3 separate regions of the Rattus norvegicus genome follow, and regions 1 and 3 are each linked to region 2. The links are chromatin contacts, called in public Hi-C maps. All regions are on one chromosome and are shown on one strand. The core of a region is the stretch at or near the end of the contact, and the rest is flanking DNA. Distances in the headings are between cores, read along the strand shown. Region 1 holds the start of Dscc1 (DNA replication and sister chromatid cohesion 1). Region 2 holds the start of Mrpl13 (mitochondrial ribosomal protein L13). Region 3 holds the start of Sntb1 (syntrophin, beta 1).

Evidence for each region. A called contact is a pair of places that touch in the nucleus more often than the background predicts.
Region 1: a Hi-C map of liver shows a contact between it and region 2, with 5 times the contacts expected there. The contact joins the promoter of Dscc1 here to the promoter of Mrpl13 in region 2. A contact is called at or near these places in 8 of 12 Hi-C or Micro-C datasets (Schwann cells, frontal cortex, hepatocytes and 3 more).
Region 3: a contact with region 2 is called in a Hi-C map of kidney, with 4 times the contacts expected there. The contact joins the promoter of Sntb1 here to the promoter of Mrpl13 in region 2. A contact is called at or near these places in 5 of 12 Hi-C or Micro-C datasets (the Rat2 cell line, Schwann cells, frontal cortex and 2 more).

Annotation. Positions count from the first base shown.
Region 1 is chr7:88,384,797-88,389,531 of GRCr8, forward strand. It overlaps Dscc1 (DNA replication and sister chromatid cohesion 1), which reads right to left and starts at 3,177. Exons shown (of 9, transcript NM_001305236.1): 1 at 2,718-3,177; 2 at 83-251. The coding sequence starts at 2,917.
Region 2 is chr7:88,861,236-88,865,492 of GRCr8, forward strand. It overlaps Mrpl13 (mitochondrial ribosomal protein L13), which reads right to left and starts at 1,586. Exons shown (of 7, transcript NM_001006985.1): 1 at 1,558-1,586. The coding sequence starts at 1,584. Mtbp (MDM2 binding protein) reads left to right here and starts at 1,704. Exons shown (of 22, transcript NM_001130717.2): 1 at 1,704-2,035; 2 at 2,811-2,891. The coding sequence starts at 1,918.
Region 3 is chr7:89,217,159-89,221,702 of GRCr8, forward strand. It overlaps Sntb1 (syntrophin, beta 1), which reads right to left and starts at 1,859. Exons shown (of 7, transcript NM_001130542.1): 1 at 891-1,859. The coding sequence starts at 1,464.

The DNA of each region.
Region 1 (4,735 bases), core at 1,927-4,426, 470 kb before region 2:
CCTTATACCCAAAGTTTTCAGCCAAAGGCAAGCTTGGAACACAAACTGAGCTCTCAGACTCTGGTACAGGACAAAGCGGTACCTCTGTGTGAACGATGTTACTCTGTGTTTCCTCCCCCTTCAGCTGGTCTGGAGTTTTGCAACCAGGGATGAAAAGCAGCATGTTGGATGTGTCTGCGATCTTCAAGTCGTAGGTTTTGTCTTTACTGCACAACACAGCCTGTTCATCCTTATCTCCTCGAATCACAAAACTACGGGTAAATGGAGGGGGGAGAGACGTGACTTAATGAGACTCCATTGGATAGCTCACTTTAAATTACTCCCAAACCTCTGGTTTCTAGATTTAAAATTAAGCCAGGGAGTGTGATGCTTGGAAGGAGAACCCCATCCCCAAACACAGGCTCCGGCATCCCCAAACACAGGCTCCGTCCCTTGAACACTTGGTCCCCGGTTGGCATCACTATTTGAGGGGGAGTTGGGAGGTGGAGCCTTGCTGGAGGAAGTGTGTCACTAACGGGGAGCTCTGAGAGCATAGAGCCTTGCCTACTTCCACGTCACTCGCTCAGCTTTGTGATGGCCATTAAAGACACGATCTCAGTTTCCTCCTCCCACTGCATGCAGTTGCTGCCATGAGGGATTCCTACCTCCTTGGAACCTTGAGCCCAAATACACTTTTCCCTCTATAAGCTGCCTTGGTCAAGGTATGTAAAAACTGCAAAGAAAATGATACAGGTCCCTATGGTACAATGATAGAGTCCATAAAATACTGGAACATGGGGGCCAGAGGGATGGGGGCTGGAGAGAGCACTGGCTGTTCTTCCAGAGGTCCTGAGTTCAATTCCCAGCAACCACATGGTGGCTCACAACCATCTGTAATAAGATCTGATGCTGTCTTCTGGTGTGTAGGAAGACAGCTACAGTGTACTTATATACATAAAATAAATACATAATTCCTTAAAAAATATCCTGGGATATGTGAGAGCTAGCTAGCTTTCTGGTACTTAAGCAAAGAAAAATAACTAATACAGGCCAGAAAGATTCAAAGAGACCTGAAGGTCGAATATCACCAAAAACATGCTGAGAAAAATCAAAAGATAATTCATCAAGATGCTGTGGTATTCAGTTGGCTGACGGGCCAACAGTCATACTCACTTGTGACCTAGCAATTAGGAGGTGGGGGCAGGAGGATCAGGAGTTTCAAGGCTACGAAGTAAGATGGCAGACGGTGGGTCTGAAGTGAGCCTGATCTACTTAGGATCCTTTCTAAAACCAAAACAATGACAAAACCAAAGCACCAGACAAACCGAAAAGCAAAAGAAAGAAGTCTTCTAAAGCAGGCTAATGTGGTACTGCACTTCTCACGTAGAGATGTGGTAGGGAGTGCTGAAAGGAAGCAGGCTCCGATATGATGGGTGTGGATCAGACCTAGGACTCTGCATCTCTAACAAGTTCCCAGAGCAGACAGCTGGTAGCACTCAAGTCATCCATGCTTTATTCTGCATAATCAAAGGCACACAGCATGGCCTAGTCGGCAGCTATATGGCAGAGAAGCTGGGACCTAAGGAGAGACTGCAGCACTACGTGAGAACTATGTCTACAAAGGAAAGTTTGCCGTAGCTGAAGGGAAGATGAAGGTGAGGAGGGAAGGGAGCAAAGACAAAGATGGTAGGGTGTTGGCTCTGGGATTTCGCTGCTTACGGTGCACTTTAAAACTGTGTACAGTTCACTTCCCTTAACTAAATAACAATAAATAATCTAAAATATAAGGCTCGAGTTATACTAAAACGTAACTTTAGTATAAAGAGTAAAAGGGTTTTTGGTTTGGTTTTGGTTTTTTTAGACTCTTAGTGCCAATAATGTTTATTGGGTCCAAGTACCTACTCTTTAACAGTCATTTCTACATCCTATTACTCCCACTTGGAAATATTTTGTTAGTAGAAAGGTAAGACCAAGAGTTCAAGGTCATCCCAGGCTAGTTAAGGCCAGCATAGGATACATGAGACCCTGTCTCAGAAAAGGAAAGTAAAGTAAAGTAAAGTAAAGAAAAGAAAAGAAAAGAAAAGAAAAGAAAAGAAAAGAAAAGAAAAGACTAAAAGTGAGGGGTACGCTGAGTTCTAGAAGCCTATAACGGAAATACTCTACCACTCAACCAGGACTAGCCCAGCCAGAGGCCTAGATTTTAAAATCCAAGGTCTTGCCAGCAACTTTGTAGTTGACCCGGAATTAAAAACAGCTCCAGATCCTCAGTAAGTGACCCCAAACAACCCCGGGTCACAAGCAACAGCAGTCTGTTAGGCTTTAAACTTCTGCCTCTTTTGTCCTACTTACTGTTCAAGTAAAAGAAACCCAAGTGCAAGCCAGGTACTCTCTACATAGGTACTGCCACTATACTCAGAGATAGCCCGAGTGTTCGGTAGAGTCCTTGGCATCACCACTAAGCCCTTCAAAACCCCCCGATCTTCCTTCTTGACATTCTCCCGCTGGCATCCGTCTCCAAGTTCAGTGCAGTCCTGCTATCAAGTCAGTCTAGCAGAAGCATTGATCCCTCCGCACAGATGACAGCAGCTGAGGATCCGCCCACCGGCCAGAACGGGCCCAATCAAAGCAACTCTCCGGACCAGTTCCTCCTCCGGAGTTCCCCCGGCTACACGCAGCAAGTGGGAGGCCTCTGTGAAGCCTGGGAATCGGTGCACCCCGACCCCACCATCCCGGCTCACCTGTCCCCGGCCTCCAGCTGCTGGCACAGTGCTGGCTCCAGCTCCAGCAGGCAGAAGTCGCCGGTGGCCGCGCCGCTGGTCCCGGAGCCGAAGCTCAGGCAGTGCACAGTGGGCAGCAACTCGGCGGCATTTAGCTTGGCGACCTGCAGCGTCGCGTCCACTTCCTCGCGGGTCCTCCGTGGAGCGGTCGGTCCGGGCATCCCGCAGCACGGAGAAAGGCGTGTCATCGACCCGAACTCCCGGGACTCGGAAAGCGCGCCAAAACCCGCTGGAGTCAACTTCCGGGGCGGGGCGAAGTGGAGTAGGGCGTGTCCCGAGAAAGTCGGAAAGCATCCAGACTCCCGTGTCCCAAAGCAGTTTGCTCATAATGTGCAAGCCCTAGATTGCTTAGGGGAAAGCACGGTTTCCCGGAGGAGACCAGAAAGGTTGTGTTAGCAATTCTGTGTCCCTGCGGGACCAAGCATGGAACTTGCACCCACCCCTTCCTCCACCCTGAGCCCGCCCCCTTCCTTCCCGCCAAAACTCCTTTCCTCACCTGCTGCTGTGGGTTCTGTGATGAGATATTTGTGCGCAGAATTTCATTAAGCCGTTACCACAACCCAGTGATCCCGTCATGCAGAAGCGAGCAGGATGCTTGCCCAATGGTGGCACAGCCTTGAGATGGCAAAGTCTGAATCCAGCTTGGTCTATGGTGGCTCAATTGTGCAGATAGATAGTCCAGGACCAGAAACCAGATCCTGGCAGCAACAGATGCAGCATCTCATTTGTTTGGGCTTGGAGACCACCTTAGATAATTTGAGGTAATTTGCCTCCCGTTGGTTAAATACTTCATTTGTGCTAAGTGGCGCTTGAGACTTCTATCCGCAGGAACAGCCTGCCTGGCATACTCCTGGGAGAGGCTGGCTAACTCAGCACCGCACGGTGTGATGTTTTCTTTGCCAAAGCTTACAATGACCTGAAACTGTTTTAAAATGAAAACTCATTCATAGACTCGCATCCATGCACTTGAAACTGATGTGGGAGCTCTCTAAGGGATGCCGTAAGACTGCTGAGGACTGGCTGTTGGTTTCAACTGAAAGTTGAAATAGTAAGAGGAATAATTGTTTTTAGAGAGGGTGGTTTCCCACTCCCTTCCTGTAAAATAAATATATAAGGAAGTAAATAAGGGAGGCCAAGATGATCCCAGTCCATCAGGTTAAAAACCGACATGAGCCAGGTAGTGCTGGCATCATACCTTTAATCCCAGCATTCAGGAGGCAAAGGGAGGTTCTCTTGAGTTCGAGATCAGCCTAGACTGTAGAATGAGTTCCAGGACAGTCAAGGCTACACAGAGAAACATTGTTTCAAAACTCAAAAACAACAGACAAAAACATCTGAACCACCAGGCAGGGTAGTTAAGTCCCAGCACTCATAAGACAGAGGCTGGGGAATCTCTAGGCCATTCTGGTCTACATAGGGAGCTCCAAGCTAGCCAAGGCTAGATGACCTCATCACAAAAACACAACAAAAATCAGATGCCATAAGAAAAATGATGGAAAGTGTCAAGAATTTATTACTGGTTATCACTGAGATGGCTCAAGGTTAAAAGTGTTTGCCATGCAAGCAGGATGAACTGACTTCATGCCCCAGAAGATACAGTTGAAGGAGAGACCCACCTTCCCAAAGTTGTCCTCTGACCTGAACACATGCCCCATGGCACACATGCACACATACCTTCACATACACTTAAAACACAGTAATACTAAATAAAATGATATTATTTGGAAGATAACCAGCCAGCCATTGAAAGTGTGTTTAAAGGGACACATTCAAGCTGGTAAGGTGGCTCAGAAGTTAAAGGAGCTCACTGCCAAGCCTGATGACCTGAGTTCAAACCCCAGAACCTACAGTAGAAGGAGAAAAACTGCTCCTGAAAGTTGTCCTCTGACCACCACATGTGCCATAACACGTGCGCGCGCGCGCGCGCGCACACACACACACACACACACACACACACACACACACACACACACAATCAT
Region 2 (4,257 bases), core at 336-2,835:
GTGTGTGCATGTGTGTGTGTGTGTGTGTGTGTGTGTGTGTGTGAGCATGTGTATATTTTGTTTTCATTATCAGTTCTGAAGTCTTTTCCCATTGTTGTATTAGGATAGTCAGGCATGTTATACAGAAAGCTGGGAGGCTAATTGGCAACTGAAGATATCTCAAGAACTCAGTTCCAGGAGAGCTAATGGCAACTATGCAATCAGAGAAGTATAGCTGAGGTTCAACATGTCTGTGTGCGTGACGACTGGGATATACTTGACAACAGCCAAGCACTCTACCCCTGAGATACCTCACTAGCCCCTATTCCATGCTTTTGAGACAGAGTCTCATTAAGTTACTCAGCTTGGCCTGAGTTTACTCTGTAGCTCCCAAAGGCTTGAATGTAGAACTTTCCCCACTTCATTCTCTAGAATAGCTGGTACTACAGGCCTGTCTTCCAAGACATCTTTAGGTCATCTGATAAAAATCACTGGCTTCAATGTCTCCAAACTAAGGAAATTATCTCTGTTCCAGAAAGACCTTGTCCAGGTCCGTTCATATGCATACACACAGAAGTTATATGCTAGAAAAATACACTTAAGCTTGTGGTTTCGTATTGGTTATCCTCAACTTTAAACTATCCTACACATATGCAGAAGGCAAGTTTACCCCATCCCATGAGGACTAATGCTTTAAAAAAAAAAGCTTGATAAACAATGCAAATGCTGCCATACATCAACTCAACGTCAAAGTTTTAAAGTGTTGACTTTCACATCTGGTATTTACCTCATTACAGACAGGTAACAACTACATTTAATGGAGATGTACTTCAAGTAGCATCAGGCTAGGAATCATCTTGGATTAACATACCAGAAACTAATTCTTTCTCTTCTACTTAATACAGAGTATTTTGTGTGGCATACTAGAAATAGCATTCTAACTGAATTCTCCGTTTTGTCTTTCAAAGATCCCCCATCTGTGAACAGTCTTGTGATCAAGGGTGCTTAATCCTTTTGATAAGACTTCAAGGTCAAAACCCTACAACAGGTCTCCATTCCTTTTTAAACTCTTTTTAAAGCGCAGATCGATTTCAAGGTTGGCCTTGAACTTCTGATCTTTGTCCCTCCACCTTCCATGCGTGCACTACAATTACAGATTTATGCAGTGCTTGGGATAGAACCCAGGGCTTCCGGTATGCTAGGCAAGCACTACACTGCATCAGTTACAGCTCCACCCCCACCCCACCCCCGTCTCCACTGTACTAAACAAAAATAAACATATTTTAGTGGTTTTCACTGCCCCACGTCACTCAAACTATTATCTTACTTTAGTTCTCTCCTCAAGGAACTAAAGACACGAAAGGGGTAGGCTGAAGAGAGAAAGGAGCAACAAAACAAGGATATCAAGTGGTGGCCAGACTCACAACTCTCTGGTATGTGACTTCCTAAAGCAGCTCTTGGCTACAGGAGTCAGCTTCCTTGAATGCTCAGCCTCTGTATCAAATCCTTGTGAACCACTGCTCTTCATTTTCGCCATCGTACAGAGCACACTGTCCTGCCCGAAGCGTGCAAGCTCACCTGGGGCGCCTTTGAGAAGCTAGACATGCTCCCCAACCTACAGCGTCCTTTCCTTTGCTCTGGCCCAGCCGGGGCACAAGCACAATCTGTCCGGCTGGAAACAGAGAAACCCGAACACGAAGGTTCCTATCACTGTCGTGCATTCATCCGCTTCCCTGCTACTCTCGGGTCCCCGCCGGTAGCCGTTTCGTTATGAAAGGAGCAAACAGTGTGGCTACTGAGAGAATAATTTCCCAAAATAATTGGCAGGAAAACCAACGTAGGACAGTATTTTCCAGCTAACCTAAGCGGCAGGAAACCGGAAGTGCGCGTTGCGCGCGGCTCTTTTGAGACCTAAAACTGAGCCTGAGTGCGAAGAAGATGGATCGGTACTTGCTGCTGGTCAGCTGGAGGGAAGGAAAGTTCCGATCCGTGGCTGGTGGGGAGATGGAGCCCGGGACTGAGGCGTCATCCCTGGAGAGCACCGAGAAACAGCCTCGTAAGCTCTGGGCTGAGAAGAGGCGGGAAAGACCGGTGGGGAGGGAAGGATTTGAGTTTCTGAAGTCCCGGAGGGAGGAGCATAGGTCGAATGGTCCCGGGAACATACAACTCTCTGAAGTAGTTTTTATAAGAACTGAACAGTAGTATAATGTCAATGGAAAAGATATAAAATTGTGGGTATTGGATGCCAGTGTCCCAAGTGCTTGGCAAACTGAATATTTACCCGGTTAAATCTCCTGGTGGCATAGTAATCGAATTTTTGCTTTCTGGGGAAGGTATGCATTTAGAAAGTAGTAACCCTTGGTGTACCACCTTGAAGAAAATACAGAAACGATAGGTTTTGCAGATCTGAGTTTCCATTCTATTAAGGGAACATGCCACAGTAAAAAAAAAAAAAAGAAAAAAAAAAGGAATGACCGGTTTTAAAAGATTTTTAGCTGCTTTTAGTTTTTTGTTTGCATTGTTTTTTGATGTACCTGACTAGTCTTTATTACATTTTCTTTGTTTCGATTAAGCAGACATTTTGAGGAAGAAAAGTATATAGTTCATATATACATCTTTTGGAAGGAAGTTTTGATTTCTTTTACTGATTAGCATATATAAATCTGGAGAGTTGATTGTTTTCTCTGCTGTGTCAGCACTAGAATAGACTTGATCAACATATATATGGTATATACAACTTACTGGCCTTCAGATACTCTGGTAGTGAAATTGAAACAGACCTAGATTATGTTAACTCTTGAGCCCACTGAATTAGGTCTTTATTTTTATAGATTTGACAGCAACCAATATTTATCACCTCTTGAAGAGAAGCATTAATGATTCAATCCATCCAGATGATAGTACGTTCCCCGGTAAGTACAACAGTGTAATGAAATTCCCCCCTAAAGTCTGACACAGCATTTTATTGGAAATCAGTTAGTTTGATAGCCTAGGAGTATAAGAAATACTTGTTGACTTTGAATGAGGCACAGGGATATGGGGGTATCTTAAATTTTCAACTACATTATTATTCCTGATATTCAAATGTTGTAAGTTGTTATAAAAGTTATTCTGGACTTCCAACTTGAGTTCTGCTTCTGTGTAATTCTTGCTCTCCTAGAACTCTTATCTACAGACCGGGCTGGCCTTGAACTCTCAGAGATTCACCTGCTTCTGTCTCCTTAGTGCTGGTATTAGAGGCATGGGCCACCACCACTGCCCTGCTTGTGGACACATTGTTAAAGTTCCTACTCTGACTTAACATTACCACACGTGGGTGTTTTATTTCTTGTCCACTTTTACTGATTATCTTAAAACAAAAACAACTTTGTGCTTGCTAAAGATAGTGTTTTTCCTCTCAGTTCTCAACTGCTTTGACCTTTTGAAGTTATCTGACTCTTTTGGGCAAGAAATCTTTCCTACTTTTAGCTCTATTGGCATTTTACAAATAGCTCTATTTGCTTTAATAATTTCCTTCTTTATCTGATAATATCCTTTAAAGGCCCAGACAATAGGAATATGGAGACAGATCAAATCCTAAAAGCTGTTGGAAATATTTATAGATAGCAGGAAAAATGTCATTTTGAGAGCTGCAGCTCTCATGATTCTGTTATAATCTGTTCCCTTCCTTATTAGAGGACCTTCAGTTTCTTGGGCAGCTTTCGCCCCTAAGGATTGATTTCCAGTATGTAGGTGCTGCACTAGCCTATTGTCCAAGTTCTAATGGTACTCGTATTAATTTCTGAAGTTGGTGAAGTTTAGACAGTGCTACTATTGCAGCAAAGATTTTCCCTCATTCATGCATTAAATGTGTATGTAAAAGAGCTCTTGAGAATATTCTAGACTGGGTTCTCATGAAAGTATTCTTTCTGCTTATATGTGCATGTTTCTTATAAGACACACCTTTACCCCAGTAATGCAGAACTCTGCAAGTGACAGTGTACTGAAGGCATGAGAGATCATTCCAATACAATAATCAATTAGACATTAGAGTTGTTCCATGACCTGTAACATTCTTATCAAAGCTAATTAAAAACTCTTGTTGGTTTTTAATGGCTCAGTGGATAGGGTTGCTTGCTGCCATGGCTGATAACCTGAGTTCATTCCAAGCGGAGCCTAGAAATTGTCTTCTGATTTCCACACAGAGCTGTGACACACAGGTGCCTACACACACACACACACACACACACACACACACACACACACACACACACACACAGAGTATGATTTAAAAAAATT
Region 3 (4,544 bases), core at 609-3,108, 360 kb after region 2:
TAGTCTATAGCCATTGGATGATTATAGGCTTGAAGACACCAGATTTTCAGAGTTTCGAAAGTTCTTCACATTCATAGGCAGGGAAATCTGTTTACAAATGCAGACTGGATTTCACACTTCTCCGGGAGACACAAGCAGAAAAAAGAAAACACTTCACCAGCTCTCCACCCAGAGGAACGTGGAATCCGGACTGACCGGCTGAACACCCTGCAGGGGAAGTGAACTCCTGCCTAAATCGGCAACATCTTTCCCAGCCTTTGGCACTGCTGAAAACTGCATGGCCTCACGGACTCTTTCCAGTGCTGGAGGGAAAGGAAGTGGAAAAAGCATGGCTGGGTTTTAGCGTTCAAATACTGCCACCTCTCTCTGGCTTTTTTACCCTTCACGTCTGTTTCACAGTTGGATTGCCCAGGCTGTGAAAATTTTGCCAAAGTAGAAAAGTACCAGAGCTACCATGAGTCAGTGGCCCTGCTTTGCAATGTGGTCAGATGCAAATCCGTCCATTCTCCATTTCCCGGCCCATTTCCCAGGTTCCACATTGCACTTGGATTGTCCGCAGCTAAAAAATATGAAACCACGTGTACCGATAAGTATGAAACTTCCGACAATAGTGCACTAAAGCACTCCATCCGAGCCAGGAAAACCCAGGCAGTCCAATCTTTTAGTACAGTGCCCTGGGTCGGGGCCAGAGTGGAGAAGATGAGCTGTCCCCAGGTAGTAAAAGTTGTCAAAAAAAAAAAAAAAGTCCACGCCTGTCACTGCCTTTGCAAAAACACAGGCACAGTGGGGTCCTTGGGCTGCGGGGAAGTGGCTGGTGAGTGAGAGTGCGCCGATGGGCAGTAGTGTGAGTGGTACTGCGGGGTAAGGCCCGCGCAAGGTTAACCCCTTACCTTCCAGCAGCACTTCCTTGCCTGCGCGCTTCAGCGCCTGTACTGCCTCGTCGTGGGTGGCGTCCCGCAGGTCTGCTCCATTCACTGACAGGATGGCATCGCCCACGTACAGGGCTTGGGTCTGATCGGCTGCCAGCCCCTTGAAGATCTTGCTGATGAGTATGGGCATCTTGTTTTCCTTGCCCCCTTTGATGCTAATGCCCAGCCCGCCCAGCTCCTGCTTCAGGACCTTCACGCCCCTCTTCTGGTTTGAGATGGACTCAGGCACCTGCTCTGGCAGGTCGGTGAAGGCGGTGCGGACCCCGGCAGGAGAGTCCGGGGCTTGAGGCACACCAGTGCCCGGGTGCCCGGTCCCGGAGCCCCTGCAGAACGAACCATTGGTGGTAGTCCCTATGCCGTTGTACGCCGTAGCGCCCTCCTCGCAGCTCAACACCAGGGCGTCCTCGCTCAAGTTCACCAGAACTTTATGCCAGCGATCCCGCACCAAAACTTCCAACAGTCCGCTCCGCTGCGCCCGGGCGCCTCCACCGCCAGCCGGCGCAGCCACAGCCGCTGCCGCTGCCGCTACCGCCATCTTTCCAGCATTCTTAAAATGCCATGTGATTGCAAACGGGGGAAAAGTGGAGAAGGGGTGAGGGTGAGAGGACTCGGGGTAGCTGGGGCGTGGAAGAAGCAGATGCCCCGCAGCGCGCTCTTGGATCCCGGACTCCACTCCCCGTGTTCGCGGCTGCACTGGGCGCCAGTTGGCAGCGGCGGAGCTTGTTCCCCCCTCGCCTGATCCTGGGCGGGGTGGAGCAACCTAAAAGAAGAAGGAGAGCCCTCGACAGGGGAGGAGGGAAAAAAGCCAGCTGCCAGTTGCAAAACCCCAAACCGAGAGGAGCCGCGGAGCGGCCAAGTGCTATTGAGAACCGGTAGGAGGAGGCAGGGGCGGGGACCCGGAGCCCCAGCCGCTCACCTGTTCGCCACTGCAGCGTCACACTCCCACGTCGCGCTGTCTCAGACCCGGGTGCCTCAGTTCGCATTTGCACCTTGCCGCAGCTCCCCAAAACCTACCAGGTCACAAGCCACTACATCCACCCCGCAGCAACTCCCTCTCCTCTCAACTCTCCATTTTTGACGGGCTTCCACGCTCACCTTTTGCAGGTGTGCTCACTCTGTCCTCTTGATTCAACTCCTCTCCCTCCTCCCGCAGTTTTTTGAAGACCCAAGTCCTCAGTTCTCATCCTCTTAACTCCCAGGCCTCTGGAAAGGAAACTGCGGAGAGAGATTCTAGGCTGCGCCAGGAGCGAGGGGAAAGCTGTCACAAGAACACAGAATGAAGCCTCACCAAGCCAGGGTATCCCTACTCTCTAAGTCAATGTAAGGGGAATTTGAAGACAAGGGGACTTTCTTTCGGTATCTACTCTGAATTTCAACAGGGCACTGCCTGCCTCATCTCCAGGACAAGTGTCTAACTCAATGTCTGCTTTTTGTATTGCTCCATACGTCCCCCAACTCCACCCAATGCTTCTCAGGGCGTCCTCTTTCTCAGATTCCATATTGGAAATGTCTTCTTCAAAAACTAAGAATAAGCTCATTCTCCAAGTTCCCCGAAACTGCTTGTTTGGCTCTTACTCTGCTCTGTCCCAAGGTAACAGCACTGTAATTCTTGGTTCTCATCCTAGGCCAATCAGGAAGTGCCACCTTAACTGTAACCCAAGCCATAGCTGGGCATCCCAGAGTTCTTCCGCCTACCTTAAGCAGGTCACACAGTTTACTTAAACTGTGTTAAGACTTACTGGTCTTCCTGCTGCTCTCTCTCCTTTCCCCAGAAGACAGAATAAAATGCAGAATCTGCTCATTCTGGAAGGCGAAGTTCACCTGATAAGATGGCAGTAGGAAGAGGGTCTTTGGTGACCTGCATGTCATTACCTCACTGATGGGTATGAGTAGTAAACTGCTCCAGTTCTTTCCAGACTTAATCAGGGAGGCTCGAAAACACTGTGAAGTCTCAGGCAGGGTTACAGAACTCGGTGAAAATGCTTGTCACTACAGCTCACATCGAGCTTTCCACTGTCCTCCTCCTATAAGTTTTACCCTTCCATATTTCAAAAGAGAAAGTCTTCATTTTTTTCATGCAAACCTGCCCACACCAGGGCCAGGAGCCCCAAGGAGTTCTTCAGTCCTTTCTGCTGGACTGGGTTAGCCAGGGAAACAACACAGATGACACCATTGTTGGGAAGAAAGCTGGCGGTGGGGAGGGGAGAAGAGAGAAAGAGACAAGGAGACAGACAGACAGACACACACACAGAGACACACATAGAAACACACAGAGGAGAGAAAAACAGGCAGACATACAGACAACACGCAGAGACACACAGAAACAGACACAAAGAAACAGAGACAAACAGAAACAAAGGGACAGAGACACAGACACAGACACATACAGAGACAGACACACACACACACACACACACACACAGAAAGAGAGAGAGAGAGACAGAGACAGAGAGAGAGGCAGACAGACAGGACCAGGAAGGAGAGGGAGAAAGAGGGAGAAAGAGAGAGGGAGGGAGGGAGGGAGGGAGGGAGGGAGAGAGAGAGAGAGGGAGGGAGGGAGGGAGAGAGAGAGAGAGAGAGAGAGAGAGAGAGAGAGAGAGAGAGAGAGAGAGAGATATTTGGCCTTTGGTTTGGAGGCTGAGGTTTCAGGCCCTTCATCACTAAGTGTTTGCTTTCCAAATATAAAACACTAACGTTGGCATAGGTACCAGAACGCCAATGTGAGGATGGAAAAATCAAAACTAACCTGCCCGTGGACCAGAAATCCCCTAGCCAGCATCCTAGCATTTTGCTTTTGTGACTGTGCAATGGATGCATGCCAGACACACCCACAAAGTAATTGATCTATTAGCCATTAGAAATGGCAGGCTCTGGGATGGCTTTTTCTATGAATCTCTGTGCTAAGCGCATTTTCTTCTGCGTAAGCACACCTTTATGGAAAGAAAATATGTTCCTGGTTGAAAGTTACATCAGAAAGGAAGGAGACAAGTGGTGAATAGCATGAGGCCTGAGGCATGCATGTGGCTTTGCTAGTTGGATTGTAATTACAGTTCCCATCTTAAGTACTCTCCACATATTAGTCCAATCCTCTGGACAATACTGGAGGGCCAATTCTGTAATGGCCACTCCTTTTTACTGTTGAAGAAGTGGAGGCTCAGGTTTAATAACCTACCTGGTGCATGTAATTAATAAATAGCAGACAGGACTTAAAACTTGACCACTGTCTTACCTCTATAAAAATTGTCCCCATGCTCATCTGAAGACAGTGTCCTGTCTAGCCCATGGGGAAGAGACAACTCTCAGGTGAAGGTCCAACCCTTTATTAGGAGATTAAAAACATTTTCTTCTGACCTTGGTTCTTTGAAACCTTAGAGAACACCCTGCCCTCCTCTGTTTGATACTTTTCTAGTTAGACAGATGGTACTTGAAATAGGTAGATATTTGGGCTCTCGATAGCTGAGAAGCCTGACTTCATCCCTCAGATGATACCACATCTCTGACTTCTTTTTTTCTTTCCTTTTGTTTTTAATTAACTTGAGTATTTTTTTTATTAACTTGAGTATTTCTTATATACATTTCGAGTATTATTCCCTTTCCCGGTTTCCGGGCAAACAT